2 separate regions of the Oryzias latipes genome follow, and region 1 is linked to region 2. A link is a contact called in public Hi-C data. All regions are on one chromosome and are shown on one strand. Each heading gives the region's core, a stretch centred on a gene start, on an enhancer-like site or on the middle of the called end of the contact. The rest is flanking DNA. Distances are from core to core; before and after follow the strand shown.

Region 1 (6,199 bases), core at 1,240-3,739, 150 kb before region 2:
TATGTACTGTTTAGGAAAGACCGGTAGCATTTAATATACATACATTCATTGAAAAAAGCTTTATAATAGAAGTTTAAACCAACCCCTTCATTTGATAGTTTATGTTTCTCTGTCTCCGTGTTATGGTGCATAAGAACAATAAACTAATTAGACGTTAGTCTGAATTTGCAGGGGTTTTCCTTGCTCTCTTTGTGCATTATACTATACTGCCCCTTTTGTAGTGATTGTGCTAATCTCCTCGCTCCGTTGTGGCTTTGCGTGGCAAAAAGCTTTTGCAGGATTATTTCTATAATGTTGTATTACAAGTAAAAGCAATCAAGCATTCAAACATCTTTCTCTAAAGGTGTCCTTGTACTGCAAGTGAACAGAATGCTACAGTATAAAGGATAATAACTGTTGTTTGTGAATTTTATTATAAAATATCGAACTTAAGCACATTTTTAGATTTTGAAATGACACTTTTTATATAATTTTTTTTCTAATATGACCGCCTGAGTATCACTGAGATTTGAAATAACAGAAAAAGAGTGAAAAGCCTGTTCTAGTAACATCGCTTGATAGTTTTTAATACAACAAATCAAATTTCTGAGACATTTCTGGGACATTTAGACAGATACTTCTGAGTAGTGCTGAAAGATCAAACAACTCCAAGGTCAAAGGGTTTGTATCAAGCTTACCGTGTCCTGCAATGAGGAAGGAAAATACTTGTATGAACCTACCACAATGACATGACTGCAGATAAGAATGAACAAAACACCATGAAAGTTCATTTTATTGGTGATTGGAGGGCCCTATTTAGCTTCTTTTGACAGAAAGATGCTTTCTAATATTGGAGAACAAAGTGCAACATTTAAATGTGCTTTAAGGTTTGTGATCCTAAATCTAAGGAAGAGCTCCATGTTTTCATGTCACCTGTTGGAAAAAGGATTTTTAGGGAAGCTCTTCAAGTGGTACTTTAAAGGACCCCCCCCCAAATAAATAAAAAAGGTAAAACTCCCTTCTGAATGTACAAAATCAAAAAAACACAAGACTATCTTGAAAACTTTCACAGTAAAGTTATAAAATAATCTTAATGAAGTAGTGTTTTTATTTAGTTAAAATAAAAAGCAATTAATATAATTTCCCAAATGTTTCCAAATAAACCCCTCTTACTAAGCAGTAGAAGATTATGTAAATAATTTAACTATAAAAATACATATGAAAACTTAATATATTGAAAATATACGCAAAAAATAAACAAGAAAATAAATATTAAGAATAAAATACCGGACATTTTGTGAATTAAAATAAAGAAAGAGTGGCATAAGGTTTGGTTGTCGTTTTCATTTATGAAGAATAACAAAGAGTTGAACTTGTTATATGCTCTTTGAGAAATCACTCTTCAGCAAAAGACTCTTCACATTTGCAGGTTGCCCCTGTTGTGGTTTGTTGCTGGGACTGATGATTTTCTTTAATTTCTCCTGCAGCCAGTCCTGTCTGTCGCCCACTTGTTTGTGCTCCTGAAGGTTGTGCATAAGCTGCATCTCACTGATGGATCTCTTTCTGACCCCAAACAAACAAACAGACAATAGTTAAAAGAAGAAGAAATGGAAGAAAAACAAATATTAATTGCAGTTAATTATTAATTGGGTTGTTTTAAAATTAACCAAAGAATTAACAAAGTAGTTTTACCTCAGGGGTTTTGCTTCTGTGATGTAACAGGCAATGAAGACCACCAGAAGCAATGTCTCGAGGTACCTTATTGAAAGCATTTTAGAACCTGAAAGAAAATGAACCCCAGCATTGGTAACAGCAATCGTTCCTCAAACTCGCTGTATTACGTTTGATGCATTCCTCATCACCTACCTGGATTTTTGTCCTCGATTCCAAGAAAAGTGACTTTTTTTTTCCGAACTGGATCAGTCAACGCGTTGATCAGTCTTTGTTGGTGGGGGGCGAGGTTCTCTCTCTTATATACAGGGAGCCCTCCCCCAGTCATCAATAAGCAAATTTGACCGTTGATGTTGATGTCACTTCTCCAACGCATCAACGGGAGCAGCCATCTGCATGACACCACCTCAGCCACAATTCACCACTAACTCACTTTTCAACACCTTTGCCAAGAGCCCTGTTTGTCCCACAGTTTTTTTCAACTTGCTCCATTTTCACCCATGTTAAGCAGCGACACTCACATTATGGCGTGGGTATAGCATGTTACAGTTTGTCTTTGTTGGTCGGTAAAGCTTTAATTGCATATGCCTCTCGCAGAGGGACTGTCGTGAAAACATATACTCTTTGAAACGGCAATGACTGTCAAACTGAATTTATTGGCAATGTAATTTACTTTATGGTTCATCTCATGCAAGCATGTAAGGGTCACAGAGAGGTGTAACTGACCCATCCCCAGGGGAGTACAGCAAAATGTCTCGTACTGGTAATGGTCGTTGGCCATTTAACTTTGTGCTGTGTGGTTTTTGACTGAAAGTCTTTAAACATGTCTTCACTCTCATGTTCTCCAAACCACCAGTGGTGCTCTGGGTGGAGCATTTGGAGGAACCAATGCAATCTCAGTCTGGTAGCACCACCTTGTATGTGGATTGTCGCTGCTGATCCATCTGTAGTTTCACTCGTTGCATCAATCATATCACAATGACTGGACATTTGAAAAACATACAGTTAACCTCCTTTTGAAATGCATAGCATCACATTTGTGTGATGCATGAGTTGTGGATAACCTTGTCACGGTGTCACAATGTGCATTAGGTAACCATGAAAGACACTTTCTAAATGTGGCAGAGGAATGGCTATGCCACCACTGAAGGAATAAGTGTGACAAAAGGACCTATATCTCTGACTTTCCAGGCTTATACATGAATCCAGCTAAAGTTACCCCCAATTTAAGTACTATTTACATCTATTGTTCATGCCACTGAATTTCATTTTACACGACATACAGTTACCTTCCAAACCATTTTCCCATTGTCCCTATAGATAAAATCAAAGCCATGTTCTAAAGTTGAAAAGTTTGGGGTCAGAACATCAAAAAAAATAAAAAAAATCCTCCACTGAGGTTGTTAGAATGATAAATAGTAAATCCATGCAGGACTGCTGTGAGGAGCTGAGTCTTCATGTGCTCTCTCCATCATTCCTGTAAACAGCACCCAGGACCACCTGTGCTTTCAAGTAAGCTAGATTTTTTGCACACGTGTAGTATACTAAACCTAGTTGCTCTCATTACCTCATGCGCTCACAATGCGAGCCATGTCAGCTATGGTATGCCGCTGGTGTGCAGAAGGACTTGTCAGGGATTGATGGGAAGAATTGCATGTAAATCACCGACTTGGGTCACCCACATGTCACAAAGAAAGTAACTCACATAAAATGACTCATCTCTTTGAACTATTTTTAAGTTTGTTTGGCTGTAAATAGCTACCATTGTACATATTTGTATGATCAACTAATTTGAAAAGATTTTGTTCATTTTATGTTTTCTAGTTGGGATTTTTTTGTCCTCTGCTTTGTGATTTGCGGATAAAATTAATCCAGATCATTGAGGTTATCTTCAGGTCACACATACAGTGTGTCCACACGGATGCTGCTTCAGTTCTCTTGCTTCTGCATCAGATCTTAAATGGTAAATGAGAGAAATTTTGTTTGATTTCTATAAACCATCTGACCATCTACTTGGAGACATGTAATGAAAACTGATTCATTTTAGTAGCTGACATCATCCCAGTTCAGCACAAAGAAACCCATTATATTCATATTTAAGCAAAAGAGAAAACAATGTGACAAAAGGACTTTTCAATTTTTTCAAAACTGATTGCAGAAAAGCTTGTGGATTTTGTGGTCTTATTGGGCTTTCTCAGCAGGCTGTTCGCCAGACCACACGGGTTATTACTTTATAAAACCAATTTGCCAGTCTTGTCATTGCCACTTATGTGGATACGCACACACACATCAATCTATCACATATTTTTGCTCTGTCCATCTGACTCGCCAGCACAGGTGGCAGAGGTGTCAAGTTTGTATTGAGCTTCTCCTCCCGCTCAGAATCCCGTTTGAATCCAGAGAGCAAACAGATTGTCCACCAGGACAGGTGGGTGGGAGATTGCTCAGTTCTTTCTCTAGAATCATAAATCACCAATATATGTCTCATAAACAACATTGTGAATGTCAAATTTTTGAAATAGAATCCAAAATAAAAGCACATTTGAGCACTGAACCAATATGGTATGGTTCAATTAATTAAATGCAACATCCATGCAACATGAACAAGTAAGCCTGATTAAATATAAATGTGCACTGTGGATCCTAAAGGAAAATGTGAAAATTATCTAATCTCTTTCATCTGGTATTGTGAGCTGTCAGAACCACATATACACGGGTGCACTGGAATTAAAAAAACATATGCCTCTTCCTGTTTTCATAAACAAACACAGCCCACTAGTAGCGTTCTTAAAGACCCACTCCATTAGAAATCCTGTTTTTGGTGTTATTAACATGTTCTTGTAGTATTTTTCTCATGATGGAGAAATATATAAAATGTTTTCAGAATAAAACTGCATTTTTGAGTATTTCTTTATCCGTGGTGAGTCAGTAGCAGATCAAAAATCCATTTTGAGATGGGCAAGTCACAGTCTCCCTACTCTGCTCCATTCTGATACATCCACCACCTGCAGACAAATAAATATTTTAACATTGTCATTTTGCTCATCTCAACTGGCATCTGGCTCAAAACTGAATGGCTGGATAGCCCTGATGTTGCTCCCCATTTTTGTTGCAAAACTCATGTTAGCTTGGGGTTGTGAGGGGCTGTAAGCTATGGGGAGAGAGGGTAATCAAAGCGTTCATGGGAAATCATTGCAGGCTTACTTTTGCGCCAACAGCCCTGTCCACAATTCAGCGTTGAGTTTCTGATGAAAACTAGGTCCTAGAAAACAACATCATTTTTCTGATTTTGCCTAAAAATTGCACAATCACATTTAAAATACCACTGGAAACGCTTTTATAATAGATCCACAGCTGTCTTCCTTTAGTAAATGACCGGTATTCTCAGTGTATATATGTCGGGTTTTCAGTTCCTCTGACTCAGGTCAGCTGCTGTTTTGGTTTGTCTTGTCTTCTTTGTTGCGCTCAGGGTTTTGTCATGTTTCAGATTATTTATTAAATGTTTAAGTTTTTGTGACCATGCCTGGTTTCCTGCATTTTGGGTCCTAGATCACAGTCCCTAACAGAAGTCCTGTAAAATGACATATGTAAGTCAAATGACTGGGTCTTTCTTACGGCAAAATTTTCAATGATGATTATAAATTTCAACCACATGGAGTCACTGTGATCTCACAATTCATTTCCTAAGATCTTTCTGAAATAAGAAACAAATCTTTAGTAAACAACCAGTGTAGTGCTCAAAGTCACTATTTAAGCAAATGATTAAAAAGAAGGGAATGAAAAAGGATGAGAGATCAAAGTATCATGAATATAAAAAATGCATATTTCATATTAGGAGAACCAATTAGGAAAATGGAATAAAAAAGAGAAATAAGCCTGTAAGTTAAAGCTCAACTCACTCTATGATCTTAGAGATTGTAGCTGAATTTACTACAGTTAATAACTGCAGTCCATTCCTAACTAATCGGGATTTAAGATTGTATTAACTGGATTTTCTAGTTTGGAAAAAAATGCAAACACGTCAACACATGCTATGTTTTTGATTGCTTTCTGACGTTTCATATGATTGCAATTTTCCACAAGAGTCTGTGAAAAGCTCAGAAGCATTTGACAGTACAAACAAACCATATTAGTACTGCATTTGTAAAATGGGTGGGTTCATATTTTATTTAACATTTCAATTTTGAAAAGCCAGTTTTTATTCATGCCAGAATGACCAAAATTAATTTGAATGAGTGTTCCATGCACACAAAAACATTTTACAAATGTGAGGGCGTTAGATTACATCACAACTTATTTATCCGTGGTTGAAAGACCAAATATCGTTCTCATGTAAGAATTCTTTGTAGATATCACACTATAAAACGTTTTCACGAGAGGCAGAAAACAGTCAGATTTCTTTTGTTTGATCTTCTTAAGCAATTGGTTCAATGTATGTGCTTTCGCTGTCAACAACATTATTTAATAATTAAAAAATGTAATAATTAAAACCAGTTTCCTCTTATGTGAAAATGCAACACAAGGCCAGTAAAAAGAAAATTTCAATGGC
Region 2 (6,371 bases), core at 244-2,743:
ATCTGTCTAATCTCTTTCTGCGTGTTTTTACGGTCTGGAAGAGACTCTTCCTGGCAAATCTATGCTTCAAGGAAGACCTTTTATTATTAACTAGACAGTCCAGAAATTCCAATAAAACGTGATCTGATGAAGTTACTCATATGTTAATTGGTGTCATTAAAAACTTTTGAGATTGTGTTTCAGGTTAAAATGATTACAAATTAGTGCTGGAAAGGTTTGTGAAATTACATTTTAAGAAGAGTCAATATTATTTGTGATGGTCAGTGCTGTTTGGCAAACAAATATGAGCTATCCGAGCAGTTTTGACCCAAAATGAAAGTAGTCATGTCGTAGGTCAGCCCTCCATATTTAATTTGTTAGTTTTGCCATTGAATCATCTTATGGTAGTGAAAAATAGCACATGGCTTTTTTTAAACTAAAACATAGAAAGTCAAATATATATATATATATATATATATATATATATATATATATGCACTCACTCACACACACGCATTGACTTGGGGTCACAAGGTCACAGAATGTCCAAGGCATAACACTTCTGTGACACTCGAAATGTATTTTTTCTATCTTAGAAAAGTCAATTATATTCCTTTTTTTCTAAAAATGATTTGTATAAATGATGTTTAAAAGTAATCCAAATATTATTGAAATGTGGGAAAATATCAATATTGACTTTAAATATTACAACTTTAAAGAATTAATTTTAAAATCAAGGCCTGTGGATATAGAATCTCCAATTTAAAACAAATAGGTAACCCAATTTTTTTTAGCACCATAATTTACTATTATATAAAATTACAACTAGGGATCCAAGAACGGTTTGCTTAGTTTGTTAAAAATCTTTACTCCCTTTAATAATAATAATAATAATTAGTATTGTTATTATTATTATTATTATTATTATTATTATTATTGTAGTTTTTGTTGTTGTTGTATTAATTATTATTATTATTATTATTATTATTATTATTATTATTATTATTATTATGACTTGAGCCATTTTTAAAATGTATTTTCTTTCTATTTTCTTTTTTATGTGTGTACCTGGCTCGAGCAGTTAACATTTGAATTGAGGAATTTTGAAGCACATACACTAGAAGAATTACACTGTGGCATTGTATTTATTTTTCTTTGTTTTGGATAGCACATTTATAGTAAAGAAGCAAAGATTACAATTTATATTTGTTACATAAACAATTTATGTAAATCTCCAACCAATAACTTTTCGATAAATTAAATGTATTTTGAAAATGTTGTGATTTGAATCAGTGTTTATTTTCCATGCATTTAACTTAGTATGATGGTTATAGAATTCCTCATCGTGAAAGGGTTCAAATGTTTTCAAACTTGTCTCATCGTTTCCCTGATAACACAGAACGTGCTGAAACTGTGTTGCGAAATGACGGCGTTGCGTTCTGCTTGGCAGCACGTCACGCTGGTGGGAGGGGCTAAAATATCCGTATATAAACTCGCGTCTACGTAACGTCCTCTAGTCAGCAGTATTTGGTCGATGTTTGCTCCGTCTGAGCAAATAGATTTCACAATTTAGAACCTAAAGGGAAAAAATAAACTAAAAGCGCTTCGGTATTCCGTAAACGTATCGAATATTTATTTTTAAACTTGTTTATTTATTTCGTTTTCTTCTGTTGAGAAAACAAAAGCGAGTCTGAGTCCTTTAGTGAAGGTAAGACGTGTCTTTTTTGTCTAGCTAACACACAGAAGCTAACATACCGTTCCAGGAGAAAGTTCGACGAAGTTACTGTGGATTAAAATAACGATCGATGTTTTGACACTTAAATTTTACCCTTTAGCTTAGTGTCACTAAAAAACTATACAGAATCCTGACTGTTATTTGTATTTAACATGCTGTTCTCTTACCGGCGGCCTCGAGAACAAAACCCTAAAGATGTCGCTGTCGACACTTCCGGTTTCGGAACAAAGGCCATGTAAATCTAAGCCTGTCTCGGTTGTATTTATTTCATAAAACTGGAATTAAACCCAGAATCGGCTCAATATAGACGTATTCTTGCGAACTATTTTGTCATTTATACTGAGTATTTCTGTAAACAGAGACGTTTGACGTATTTTTTTTGTGAAGTGTTCTTAAATAAAAAAAAAATGGGCCTTTCGTTCTTTCTCGTGAAGTTACTTGGGATTAGTGACATATCATATCCGTTGTTCTTTTTCGCTCTATCATAATCTGAGCTGTTGGGCCTTATTCTGCTTGTGGATAATCGTAGATCTTTTTTATTTTATATATATATATTTTTTTATTGGCGAGGGTTGGTTTGAAATGATGATCCACAGAGTGACCTATATATTCATTTTTTTAATAGTCTGTTAAATTCTAGAGCCTATAAATGAACAAAAAAGACTTTTAGTGCGACACACAACAAGACGGTCTGTATAGAAAAGGTTTTGTAATGACTGTAGCTCACGGTTTGCTGGAACAGTTAGCTTAATGCTAACCTCGACTGACTAGTCACGCAGGAAGTGTGTTGTGCGCTTCCCAAAATCTTGAATAAATTTAGACTCGTTTGAATTTTTTTCCTTTTTCTCTCTCTTAGAATTTATTTATAGAATTGGTTCTTATTTAACGGAGTTTTCTAACTTGTCTCTTCGTTTCTTGTTGTCTTCTAGGACGATCTTCTTCTGCCCCATTCCTAGAATTTGATTCTTACCACATATTCTTTGTCAAGCCGCCAAAGTGGAGAGTGTCATTGCGCAAGGGGGACCTTCTCGTTTCAGGTACTAAATGCACTTTACTAAAAATAAAAAATAGAATATTTATATTTTGCACTTTTTGTAGTTAAGGAAGTGTATTTAAAATGTATTGACCTAAAACTAATCTTTCTGGATCACAGTGTGGGCGGAGGAGGTGGGGGTGCACCTCAGCACTATCCCAAGTCTGTCTGCAACGGGTAATTTGACTTTATTTAATTTTTACTATCCAGAGCAGAAACCTATTTGTTAATATTTTTGATGGTTTGAAATTAAATAAATTAAATTTCTGCATATACAAATCTATGTAAAAACCACTGGTTTTTGTGTCCACAAATCTATAATTTTTCAATGATAATTAATAATTTGTTTTTATACTATCTCCCTATCATTTCTTCCATGGTTTGTTCCCTGCCTCATGCTGGAACAGTTTGTTCATTTGCTGTTGAGTCTATACAGACTGCAGCCTATTGTGCTTATTCCCTACCAGCGTCAACCAGCTCCATTGTTTCTTACTGTTATAAGAGTCTCCAACAACATCAAGTTAAATGTTATATCCAGAAGTCTTAGATTTAAAATGTGACACAAACTTTTTAGTTTTTATTTATTTTTAAACTATTACCAGAAATTTCTGGGCTGAGAAGAAAGGCATTCTTCTCGTCTAAAGAAAATAAAATTCCAAAGAATGGCAGACGGCAGCCTTGGCATGCATCATGTGTTTATCTTATGTCATCTGTAACAAACAGCCAAAACCCTCTCCACTTAGTAAAACAATAAATTTTAAGTGTAAACATCAAGCCTTGTGAAGGCCATGTCCATAAAAGCTCTGCCTAGGCTGAAAGACAAACTATGAATTTTGTGACAAGATCTAAACAGAACCCTGCTGGGAAACATGAATTTGCGTGAAAGACTTGAAGTTCAGAGCAACAGAAGTTGGTGCTTAGGCGGAATTATTACCAGGCACCTTTTGAGCTTTGTTCTTTTATTCTATGGTTGGTGTACAAAAATATGTTCTGCTATATCAGAAATTCTTTCATATCAGCATAAATATGTTCTCCCTAATATAATTGTGTTTGTAACAGCGAGTTCCTGGGGAAAACCCCAGGTTCTAGCGTTCAGAGATGGGTACCTTCTCGAAGCACTAGACGAGATGCTAACTCCTCCAAAGACAAAGGGGAAAACGATGCAATCTTCAGAAAAGTGAGGGGGTAAGTTCCAGTCACAGAAAATTGTTTTTTAGCACCCTGAAGAAAAAGGTTAAATCTGTAATGGCAGACTGACCTTACAAATCCCTTTGTAAATCTGCAGCATACTTAACAAGCTAACTCCTGAGAAGTTTGACAAACTGTGTCTGGAGCTCCTCAATGTGGGTGTCGATTCAAAACTTGTCCTCAAGGGAATCATCTTATTGGTGAGCATTCTCAATCTTTTTTAATTATAACTTTCAAAATTAAACAAATTACTCGTTAGGAATGGGTACCTTGGGGTAATGATTTTCTTTTTCTCTGTAGATTGTTGACAAAGCCCTAGAAGAGCCGAAGTACAGCCAGCTATATGCACAGCTATGTCTTCGTTTGTCAGAAGATGCTCCAAACTTTGAAGATCCATCAGAAGAAAGCCAGTCGACACAAAAGCAGAATACTGTAAGTTTTCCTTTAGAAGTTTATTTCAGCTTCTCTGAACTTGGTATGTTGTTTTTTTACATGTCACATGCTCTTTTTGCAGACCTTCAGAAGGCTTCTGATCTCAAAGCTTCAAGATGAGTTTGAGAACCGTTCCAGGAATGTTGACCGTAAGTGAAATACTTTTTCAGTAGGGGTGGTCGGGACACTGAGCAGATGGTTGAACTGTTGTTTATTTATCTGCTTGTAGTCTTTGACAAACATGACAACCCACTCACTTCTGAGGAGGAGGAGCAGCGGTCTGTGGCAAAGCTCAAGATGTTGGGTAACATCAAATTCATTGGGGAACTTGGCAAACTCGATCTCATCCATGAATCGATCCTCCATAGGTGTATTAAAACTGTAAGTTCTATCCGTTGTATTTTGTAATGTTGCTTTATTAACTACATCGCTTTATTGGATTAAGAAAATAAAAAACTGCTCATATTTTGCAGCTTTTGGAGAAGAAAAAGAGAGTGCAGCTTAAGGATATGGGTGAAGATTTGGAGTGCCTCTGTCAGATAATGAAAACAGTGGGGCCTAAACTTGACCATGAAAAGGCTAAGGTGAGTGTAAAGTGGGATGACTGCTTCGATGTCCTTCTATATTTTTTAATATAACCTAAATTCCTCTTTCAGTCATTGGTGGATCAATACTTTGGCCGAATGAAGTCCTTATCAAACAACAAGGAGCTGCCAGCAAGGATCCGGTTCCTGCTGCAGAACACGGCGGAGCTGCGAGACAACAACTGGGTTCCTCGCAAGGCTTATGTTGACAATGGACCCAAGACTATCAATCAAGTTCGTCAGGATGCTGTAAAGGTTGGTCTGTCTGATCCCCTTTGCAGTACTATTTAACAGTTTCATTGCTCATCCTTTCAAAATTAAAGCCCTTGGTTGGGGTTTTCTTGTTCGTTTTTCCTCTTACCTTACAAATTGGTTACATTCCTCTGTTGCTTTCGACTGCAGCTCATCTATCAAAGATCTCATGTATTTCTTTTTTTTTTTTCAGGATTTGGGCGTTTTTATTCCACCTTCAAATGATGCGATGAGAAATGAATTCTTCATGGACAACTCCTTTCTGCCAGCAAGGATGAAGTTTGACCGGGAGCCTGTCGGTAGGCTGGCTGACATGTTTGGACAAATGCCAGGTTTGTAGTACTGTACAGTATGTAAAAGAAATGTTAAAAAAATAAAAACTAAGTCTGTGTTGTCTGTCTTTGAACAGGTATCGGTATTGGTACTGGTCCAGGAGTAATTCAGGACCACTATTCCCCTACAATGGGTCGTCATCGCACCAACCCGCTGTTCAATGGTCACAATGGACACAATGGAAGCAGTTCACACCAGCCTCAGTTTGAAGCAGGGGGCAAACCATTCACTAAAACAAGCCAGGTAAACATCAATATTTGAAAGGTTTTTTTATTTTTTTTCCTTTTTAAATGTACTAATCATCATGCCAAACTTTAAAGGGGCAGAATTCACCAGTTTTCAGCCATAAACAGAATCATTCTGGACCTGCAAAGGATATGGCTTCACGGTTCAACAAAAAAGGGGGGAAGCTCAATGCTGATGAGGTACAGACTCTTTTAATGCTTTAACTTGTTGTAGAAATGAATTCCATCGTTAGTCATTTTCTACTTTAAAATGATAAACAAAATGATACCTTATCTTTGGACAATCTCACTCACAAACCCAATGGCTTACCATGTTTAGATCAGTCTGAGGCCTGCACAGTCATTCATCTTGAATAAAAACCAGGTGCCAAAGCTGCAGCCTCAAATGACCATGATTCCTCAAACTGGTTCACCATTAGGACAGGTAACTCGTTTTTGTTTTGCCTTTTTATTTGAGTAATTTTTGTGATGCAAGTGCTTAACTTCTCTAAATAACCCACAGCTTGGTCTCAAAAGCACACCTCCTCCAATTCAGGAAAAACCCATGAAATCTAGCAAAAAGGCCCCTCCCACAAAAGAGGAACTGTGTA

Evidence for each region. Hi-C and Micro-C count contacts between places; a contact is called where the count stands out from the background.
Region 1: a contact with region 2 is called in a Hi-C map of embryo, with 2.5 times the contacts expected there. The contact joins the promoter of LOC110014539 here to the promoter of eif4g2 in region 2. A contact is called at or near these places in 2 of 5 Hi-C or Micro-C datasets (embryo and fibroblasts).

What each region holds. Positions count from the first base shown.
Region 1 is chr3:20,194,346-20,200,544 of ASM223467v1, reverse strand. It overlaps LOC110014539 (parathyroid hormone-like), which reads right to left and starts at 2,489. Exons shown (of 3, transcript XM_020701306.2): 1 at 1,846-2,489; 2 at 1,672-1,759; 3 at 514-1,542. The coding sequence starts at 2,026. The coding sequence ends at 1,356.
Region 2 is chr3:20,043,323-20,049,693 of ASM223467v1, reverse strand. eif4g2 (eukaryotic translation initiation factor 4 gamma 2) reads left to right here and starts at 1,493. Exons shown (of 21, transcript XM_011490874.3): 1 at 1,493-1,687; 2 at 2,644-2,751; 3 at 2,868-2,924; 4 at 3,807-3,932; 5 at 4,033-4,135; 6 at 4,236-4,367; 7 at 4,450-4,516; 8 at 4,597-4,748; 9 at 4,841-4,951; 10 at 5,024-5,206; 11 at 5,397-5,535; 12 at 5,613-5,779; 13 at 5,857-5,961; 14 at 6,101-6,205; 1 more. The coding sequence starts at 4,665.